Linked DNA regions of Triticum aestivum: region 2 is linked to region 1. Evidence: chromatin contacts called from public Hi-C data. All regions are on one chromosome and are shown on one strand. The core of a region is the stretch at or near the end of the contact, and the rest is flanking DNA. Distances in the headings are between cores, read along the strand shown.

Region 1 (4,105 bases), core at 719-3,218:
AATGAACATTCGGAAAGTTATGGCATGCTTCAATGTGTACTGGACGGCTGGACCAATTGAAACAGAACACAATCATGATCAGTGAAAAAGTAGAAGTATTATACCACGCGTAGGAAGGACACCCAGAAACCCGGTGGTGCTGCGGGAGGGCCAAATGAATTTGGATCCGGATTGCCGTAAGGACCCATACCACCCATACCGCCCATGCCACCCATGCCGCCCATACCACCCATGCCGCCCATGCCACCCATGCCGTAACCACCATAAGAGCTTCCCATGCCACTGTTGTACATGCCTCCTCCATACATCCCGGAACCTCCATAGAGGCCGCCACCTCCTCCATAGCTCGAGTACATGCTATTCCCATAGAGCCCGCCACTACCATAAGTACTGCCATATCCACCAACCGAACTATACATATTGGATCCGTATCCTGTTCCTGTATAAGAGGAAATGAACATTCTCAGGACAACCACTGTTGGCAAGATATCCCCAAAAGGCAGACAAGCTTCAAATAGGCTCTAGGTCAGTACAGTAGATTACCTCCATAGGAATTTCCATAGCCTGTTTGCTGCCAAGGACGTTGGGGCATAGGCCTCGAGATGGAGTTATTTACATTGGCCGACATGTTCCTCTCTGTAGCAGCAATGGTTTCTCCAGGTTTAGCTGTACCAGAAGCTTCGACGACATCGCTAGTGCTGCCACCAGATGGTGGTTTGAAAGGAGACGGACCGGATGTTCCCTCAGCCCCAGCACGTTCCCACGGTTTTGGTGGTGCACCTGGAAATTTAACCGAGTGAAGATCAGAATTGATCTCAACCACTTAGAAATCAATATGTGAGGCATAACATCAGTGAGTTGAGTTGAGAGGCATTACAAAACCCCATAATCGGATAATGAAAAGCACTTGACTGGCAGTGAGCTAGCAGCAAACTACAATACTGAAGAATGGCCAGCACAACTGGAGTGCAGAAATAGAAGATCAATGAAAGGCACCAACAGAAGATGCACAAGTAGGTGAGCTATCTTTCAGCCAAGAATATCGTTTAGCCAAATAAGCAATTTCTGTCGTATAAAACGGAATGGGTTTATAAACAAGAAAACAAGAGGTATATGATCAAATGAACAATGTTAGGCTGCCTCCCAGGAAGGAGTAGTTACTTTGTTACACCTCAAATGAACCGTGTACTTTGACAAACTAGTAAGCCTGTAAGGGCTCAGGCACGGACATTAACCAATCATGGAACGTCAAGAGCCGCAGGGTATGCAAAACTCTGGTCGATAAGCTCTCTCGAGCTAACCAAACCCTCTTGAATCATGCCAATCAACATAGAATCAAGCTCAGAGCTACAAATTAGCGGGTACTGGCACATCAAGGCATCTCCCGGGACAGCTCGAGCTACTAACCGGCCGAAAATTCTCAAGGCCACATCCTCGCACGAACCGCCAACGCCAATTCCTAACAAATCGGTAAAATTGACGCCAGTTCCACCGTCCTTCATCCACGTCAAGATAGCTGAAGCAACCCGGCAACGATTCATCGCGTTGCAAGCTCCAAGTTCGTACAGAAGCACGACCCCTCAACCTCAAATCTGCCCTCCAACTGCGGGAAACATCCCTAAACAACATCTCGCCCCAAAGTTCGCGGCCGAAATCTCAAGCGGAACTGAGCAAGAATACCCGAATCGGACCGAATCCTCCGCTACGGGGTGGACTTGGCATGGAATCGGAGAAATTAATCGAGGAATCGAGAGTTTGTTGGGGGATCTATCTAGGGTTGGAGGGGAAGGGGAAGGGCGAACCTGCCATTGGCGTGCGAGGCCTACTCTGTTCTCTTCACCGGCAAAGGGTCGTGCGATGCAAGCCGGCCCACGCTCGCCCGCAGCCGATTTTATATCAGATTTGCTATTTCACATCTGCCTGAGCCGTTGGATCTAGCCTCTCTAATATTCGCGCAAACGCAGGCTCGCGACTCGTTTGTCTGGCGCGCGGCCCGTTCCACGTCGTTGTTAGTTGGGGGCGGGCCGTGTTTTTTTTTCTCTCAGATTTTTGGGCTGGGGCCTTTGTTTTGTCTGTCCTCGCCTCGCATTCTTCTGCAGAGAGCGCCCATCGAGTTTTCCCTCTCGCATTCATTCGCCCGTTTCCCATTCCTCTCCAGGGCAAGCAGGCGACGGCGATTTTGGAGAGGGAGAAGGGAAAAGGGGGTAGAGACCCGGTGAATTAAGTTTCTCTTCTTGATTCTTGTAGTTTTTGTTCGATTTTTAGTACTATTCCCCTCTGCTTGTGTTGTATGTACCGCATGTTCTAGGGTTTGTCTCCGATCCCATCCAGATTTTCATCTGCTTGTTAATGGGGATCCTTCTGCGCCCCCCCCCCCCCCCCCCCCCCCCCCCGGCGTCCCCGTGAGGGAGGGGCGATTTTATCAGCGATCTTGGATCCACGCAGATGTGAGGGAGGGGGATTTTATCAATGGTAGTTTTGTCTGTGTTCAGTTCATTTTCTTGTCATTTTTTGCTATATTCAGTAGAAGTAGGTGTAGGTTCCAGTAGCTGATTAGGTTTTGATTGTACGAATTGAGGTTCAAGTTGTTTTGTTGGTTGTACGAATTGAGGGTTAACCATTTTTCTTAGGAGGATTAGGTGTGGGGAGCACTTTGTAAGAATGCGTTGTGTTCCAGATGAGTTCTCAGAACTGTACTAGTAGGATTGTTTTTCCGACCATATACTGTTGTTCTTCTTGATACCATTGTTTGTAGATTTGTCTTTTGTTTTTGTCTGGCTGCGCGCCAATAGCTAGTAAGTAAATTTTGTGAGACTGGTGGCACATTCAATTGGTAATTGTTTGCTTTTCTCGTGGCATTTTTTTAAGTAGGGGGTGAACTAGTCGTTTGATGGTTAACTGTTTTTTGTGGGTGTACTGTCGTGATAGATTGTGTTCCATTTTTCCTAACAGATCAAGTAGGACTTTTCTCTTATGTGGATGTTTATCTGTCATGGTATATGCTTGTACTTTCCAAGGCTGTATATAACCTTTATACACGTTTTTTTTTCATGTATAGTATATGAACATCAGTTATCAAAAAATGGGGATCCATCATAGGGGTGGGGAGCACTTGTAATGATGTGTTTGTGCTCCAGATGAGTTATCAGAACTGTACTAGTAGGGATTTTTTTTAACCATATACTGATGTTCATCTTTGATACTGTTTGTTGTAGATTTGATTTTTTTTTAACTACCAGATGATGAGTCATTTTAAAATGGATGCAGAAACTGTACATGATATGTTCTATCATGTTTATTTTATAGTTTTTCATGGATGCAGAAACTGTACAGGATCAGTATTTTTTTCTGTAGCTTTTCATGGATGATGTGAGTCATGATATGTTTTTGTTGCAGGCCCATGTCTTTTTCCATCATTTATCTTTTGTGTAATTGGTATTCTTTAGGAACTCACGTTCTCTTTATTTATTTTTTTGCCTTTTCAGCTCCGAAACCAGGATGTTGTGCTCAGTTTGCTTCGTTCATTGTGAGATGAACAACGGCAGGAGCTTTGGCATGTTTTTTCGGGATGTCAATGAAAGCTTTGCGGTAATGTCTGCTGCCACATTTTTTTGCTGTTTTTCATGTGCTCTGGATGTTAATGAAAAATCCACCATCGACTCGCAACTCGGATACCCGCCCTAGTTGCAAGTCCACTATTGACTCGCAACTCGAGGTTTTTTTTGTTCTTTGTCTCATGACACTTGCAAATCGACCCTTGGCTTGCAACTAGCGGTTTTTTTCCGTCGGCGAGTTGCAAGTCTACTATCGAGTCGCAACTAGTGGACTTAGTTTTGTAATTGCCCCAGTTTGCAGGTCCACGATTGACTTGCAACTTGGTAACCGCCTCTAGTTGCAAGTCCACCATTGACTCGCAACTCGAGGGCGTTTATTTGTCTCATGCCACTTGCAAATCGACCGTCGACTCACAACTAGGGGGGTGGGGGTTTCCGTGTTCTTTTTGTAACCACGCCCGAGTTGCAAGTCGATGGTCGACTTGCAACTCGGGGGGGGGGGAGGGACCGTAGTTTGCATTCGCCCCAGTTGTAAGTCCACCATCGAGTCG
Region 2 (4,105 bases), core at 700-3,199, 420 kb after region 1:
CCTGCCGGGTATGAGGCCGCCGCAGCCACCTGCCACCAATCCATCTTCAGAGCTGTACTGTTGCATCTACCGTGCCAGGTCTTTCTGCCATCGACGCCACCATGACGCCAGACAGCGTCGTCCTCCTGCGCGAGTCCATCCTCGCACATCGGACGCCGAATCTGCACTGCGCTACGCCGTCGAGATCCGTCGCCATCAATGTGTAGGATGAAGCACCGCTCCACCTAAGATGCGGTCCACTGGTCCCTCGAGCCCGTGCACACCTCCAAGAACGACGCCCCCAAGGGGGGAACGACATAAGAACGCCGCCGTCTTCCGATCAACTGATTTAGGGTTTCCCCCGGAGGTAGCAGACAGTGACCTTGAAACTCTCCTCGGCGATGCCTTCAAGAAGGGAATGTCGCAAAATAGCGCCGCCACCGCCGGCTTTGGCAGTAAGCCGAAAGCAAGTTTTCACCCGGATCTGTTCGAAGGACCTCCATCAAGCACTCGTGCACGGATCGCCGCCATCTTTGCCGTGGACTGGACGATGGATCCAGGCCGCCACAGGTGCTCCTCGACCGCGGGGAGAACGCGCCTGCGCTGTCGTTGCCATCACATTCGCCGGCGGGCGCCCGCTGCTCCTTGCCGCCGATGCACATCACTGTGTTCTTGTTCTCGATACGATAGCTTTATTTAGGTTTCACATGCTCTGGAACACACATAGAATATACCTTGGTTGCCGAGGGCCTAACTTTCTTTGCATGTACAGACAAGGTATATTTGGCCGAACGGGAGACTGCTACTGCGAAGGCCGAATTCATGCAGAACGTTAGATATATATTGACCTCACTAAACAAACCAGATGCCTACCCTGCATGTGTACGTGCTCGATCTATACTGATTCTATATAGAGCATATCGGCTGTTGAATTATCTGCATGCATGGTACAAAAGTTCTTGGCCTAACCAGTGATGTGTGCCGGTATGTCAGCACATATTTTCATACGCTTAGTTATTTCAGATGACTGACCCGGTCAAAAACATATACTCCCTCCGCCCCATAATATTTTTGACACTAGTTCAAAGATGTGCTAAAGATATCAACAGGATTCCTTTGGAGAATCTGAATTCCGTAGCTTAATTATTACCTGATGTTGAAACGAAAATTATAGACACTGCCTGATGCGATCGCTGTGAAATGCTCATGGTTAGTGTACGATATGATGTGATGTAAAATTTGGCTGGCTCTATGTGTTGCTGGCTAGGCTATCTAGCTAGGTCCAGGGGGTGGATCTAACTCAAGCCGACACCACATGAACCTAGCGAGCGAGCTGTGGAGATGAAATGACAGGTAGCTAGCTACTTGGCCAAAGATATGATTGAAAAGTAAACACTTTAAGAAAATGGTTTCCGTGAATTCCGTGAAACGCAAAGATACTCTCAACCGTTATCACCAGTGCCGGTGAAATAACTGAACCTGACGGTCGTGCGCATATACTTTTGATACACAGCGAGGAGATCACTGAAGAGTCTCGGTTTCTTTTTGAAAAGGGGATAGCCCGCGCCTCTGCACTATTGTGATGCACATATCCAATTGATGTTATTATTGCCTTATCATTCTTATTAATAGCTACATCTGATGTATTCCTAGGATTCGTTTGAAATTCTTCCCAACCAAAATATGAATCATAGCATGCTTATATAACTTTGAAGAGGCCAGCTCGTCCTAATAGTTGAGTGGGAGTGCATGCAAAATCTCGAAGCCCTAAGAAATGAAAAAGGTACGAGATGAAACACACGTAATCCTAGCCACAAAGTGTTTATGTTAACTCATCGCAAAAAAAAATGTGCTTATGTTAACGACACCTCTTTTTCCCAAACCAAAACGGCGCTTTCGGCTAGCGGGCGATCCACACGAACACACGTACTCCTACTTTACTGCGACAAGTCTACTTCTATCGTCTATGCGTCATCGTGTTCAGGGCGAGGCAATTGTGTGGCTGACGGCCGGGTCCAAGACACTCCCCACGCCCTTCCCCGCGCACCACCTGCTCGGGGAAATGCCAGCGGTCAATGCCATCGCCATGCGCCCACAGCACAGTGCACCTGCACGCCGCCCTTAAAGCTTCACTCCTCTGCTTACTGCCTCCCTCCCCTTGCGCTTGCGGGAGCGACCAGTGACCAGTGCCACCCACCTCGCCCATGGCCTGCTGTTTCCTGGTGGCGTAGTCATAGACTCATAGTGGGTGGGGAAGGAGGTCCATGGCACTCTGTTTCTTGCCGCCAGTCTAGTCTAGTAAGTGTTCCGCTGTGCAGCCCGAGCTCCTGCCTGAGTTTGGGTTTGGGTTTGTTTCTCGCGTACGGCAATGGCGACCGTGGCGCACTTCTTGCTCAAGATTTTTCTATTTGCCGTCTTGAGCTCGGCTGTGGCAGCGGCGGAGCAAAAGGAGACCGAGGCGGCGGCGCTGCGGGAGTTCAAGCGCGCGCTGGTGGACGTCGACGGGCGCCTTTCGAGCTGGGACGACGCGGCGAGCCCGTGCGGGTGGGCCGGCATTGCCTGCTCCTTGGCACGTGAGGTGACCGGCGTCACGCTCCACGGGCTCGGCCTCGGCCTCGGTGGAGCGCTCTCCCCCGCCGTCTGCGCGCTCCCGCGGCTCGCCGTGCTCAACGTGTCCAAGAACGCGCTGTCCGGCCCCGTCCCCGCAGGGCTCGCCGCGTGCCGCGCGCTGGAGGTGCTCGACCTCAGCACCAACTCCCTCCACGGCGCCATCCCGCCAGAGCTCTGCGCGCTCCCGTCCCTCCGCCGGCTCTTCCTCAGCGAGAACCTGCTCACCGGCGAGATCCCCGCCGACATCGGCAACCTCACCGCCCTGGAGGAGCTCGTCATCTACACCAACAACCTCACCGGCGGGATCCCGGCATCCGTCCGCACGCTGCAGCGTCTCCGTGTGGTCCGTGCGGGTCTCAACGACCTTTCCGGCCCGATCCCGGTCGAGATTAGCGAGTGCGGCAACCTGGAGGTGCTCGGGCTCGCGCAGAACAGCCTCGCCGGGACGCTGCCCCGCGAGCTCTCCCGGCTCAAGAACCTCAGCACGTTGATCCTGTGGCAGAACGCCTTGACCGGCGAGATCCCACCGGAGCTGGGGAACTGCACGAACCTGGAGATGCTGGCGTTGAACGACAACGCCTTCACCGGCGGCGTGCCGAGGGAGCTCGGGGCGCTGCCCATGCTCGTAAAGCTCTACATTTACCGGAACCACCTGGACGGCGCCATCCCAAAGGAGCTCGGGAACCTGCAGAGCGCCGTGGAAATTGACCTGTCAGAGAACAAGCTGACAGGAGCCATCCCGAGCGAGCTCGGCAAGATACAGACCCTACGGCTGCTCCACCTCTTCGAGAACCGCCTGCAAGGCAGCATCCCGCGGGAGCTCGGGAAGCTGGGTGTCATAAGGAGAATAGACCTGTCCATCAACAACCTCACCGGCGCAATTCCGATGGAGTTTCAGAACCTGCCCTGCTTGGAGTACCTGCAGCTGTTCGACAACCAGATCCATGGTGCCATCCCTCCTTTGCTGGGGGCGAGGAGCACACTGTCGGTGCTGGATTTGTCGGACAACCGGCTGACGGGCAGCATCCCGCCTCACCTGTGCAGGCACCAGAAACTCATCTTCTTGAGCCTGGGGTCAAACCGTCTCATCGGTAACATCCCTCCCGGAGTGAAGGCTTGCAAGACCCTGACCCAGCTCCGGCTGGGGGGTAACATGCTGACGGGGAGCCTGCCCGTGGAGCTGTCGGCGATGCAGAACCTGTCGGCGCTTGAGATGAACCAGAACCGCTTCTCCGGCCCGATACCGCCCGAGGTCGGCAAGTTCAGGAGCATAGAGAGGCTGATTCTGTCGGGGAATTACTTCGTGGGGCAGGTCCCCGCTGGCATTGGCAACCTCACGGAACTTGTCGCCTTCAATATATCATCCAACCAGCTCACCGGACCGATTCCTCGGGAGTTGGCAAGGTGCACAAAGCTACAGAGGCTTGATCTCAGCAGAAACTCCTTCACCGGCCTCATTCCTCGGGAGCTCGGCACACTGGTGAACCTGGAGCAGCTCAAGCTATCCGACAACAGT

The links. A called contact is a pair of places that touch in the nucleus more often than the background predicts.
Region 2: a contact with region 1 is called in a Hi-C map of leaf, with 5 times the contacts expected there. The contact joins the promoter of LOC123052855 here to the promoter of LOC123052853 in region 1. A contact is called at or near these places in 2 of 5 Hi-C or Micro-C datasets (both in leaf).

Annotation. Positions count from the first base shown.
Region 1 is chr2D:304,431,166-304,435,270 of IWGSC CS RefSeq v2.1, forward strand. LOC123052853 (peroxisomal membrane protein 13) reads right to left here and starts at 1,969. Exons shown (of 5, transcript XM_044476207.1): 1 at 1,803-1,969; 2 at 544-780; 3 at 105-439. The coding sequence starts at 1,809. It overlaps LOC123052854 (a long non-coding RNA gene), which reads left to right and starts at 2,043. Exons shown (of 3, transcript XR_006425135.1): 1 at 2,043-2,215; 2 at 3,486-3,588.
Region 2 is chr2D:304,847,231-304,851,335 of IWGSC CS RefSeq v2.1, forward strand. LOC123052855 (leucine-rich repeat receptor-like serine/threonine-protein kinase At1g17230) reads left to right here and starts at 1,950. Exons shown (of 3, transcript XM_044476208.1): 1 at 1,950-4,105. The coding sequence starts at 2,348.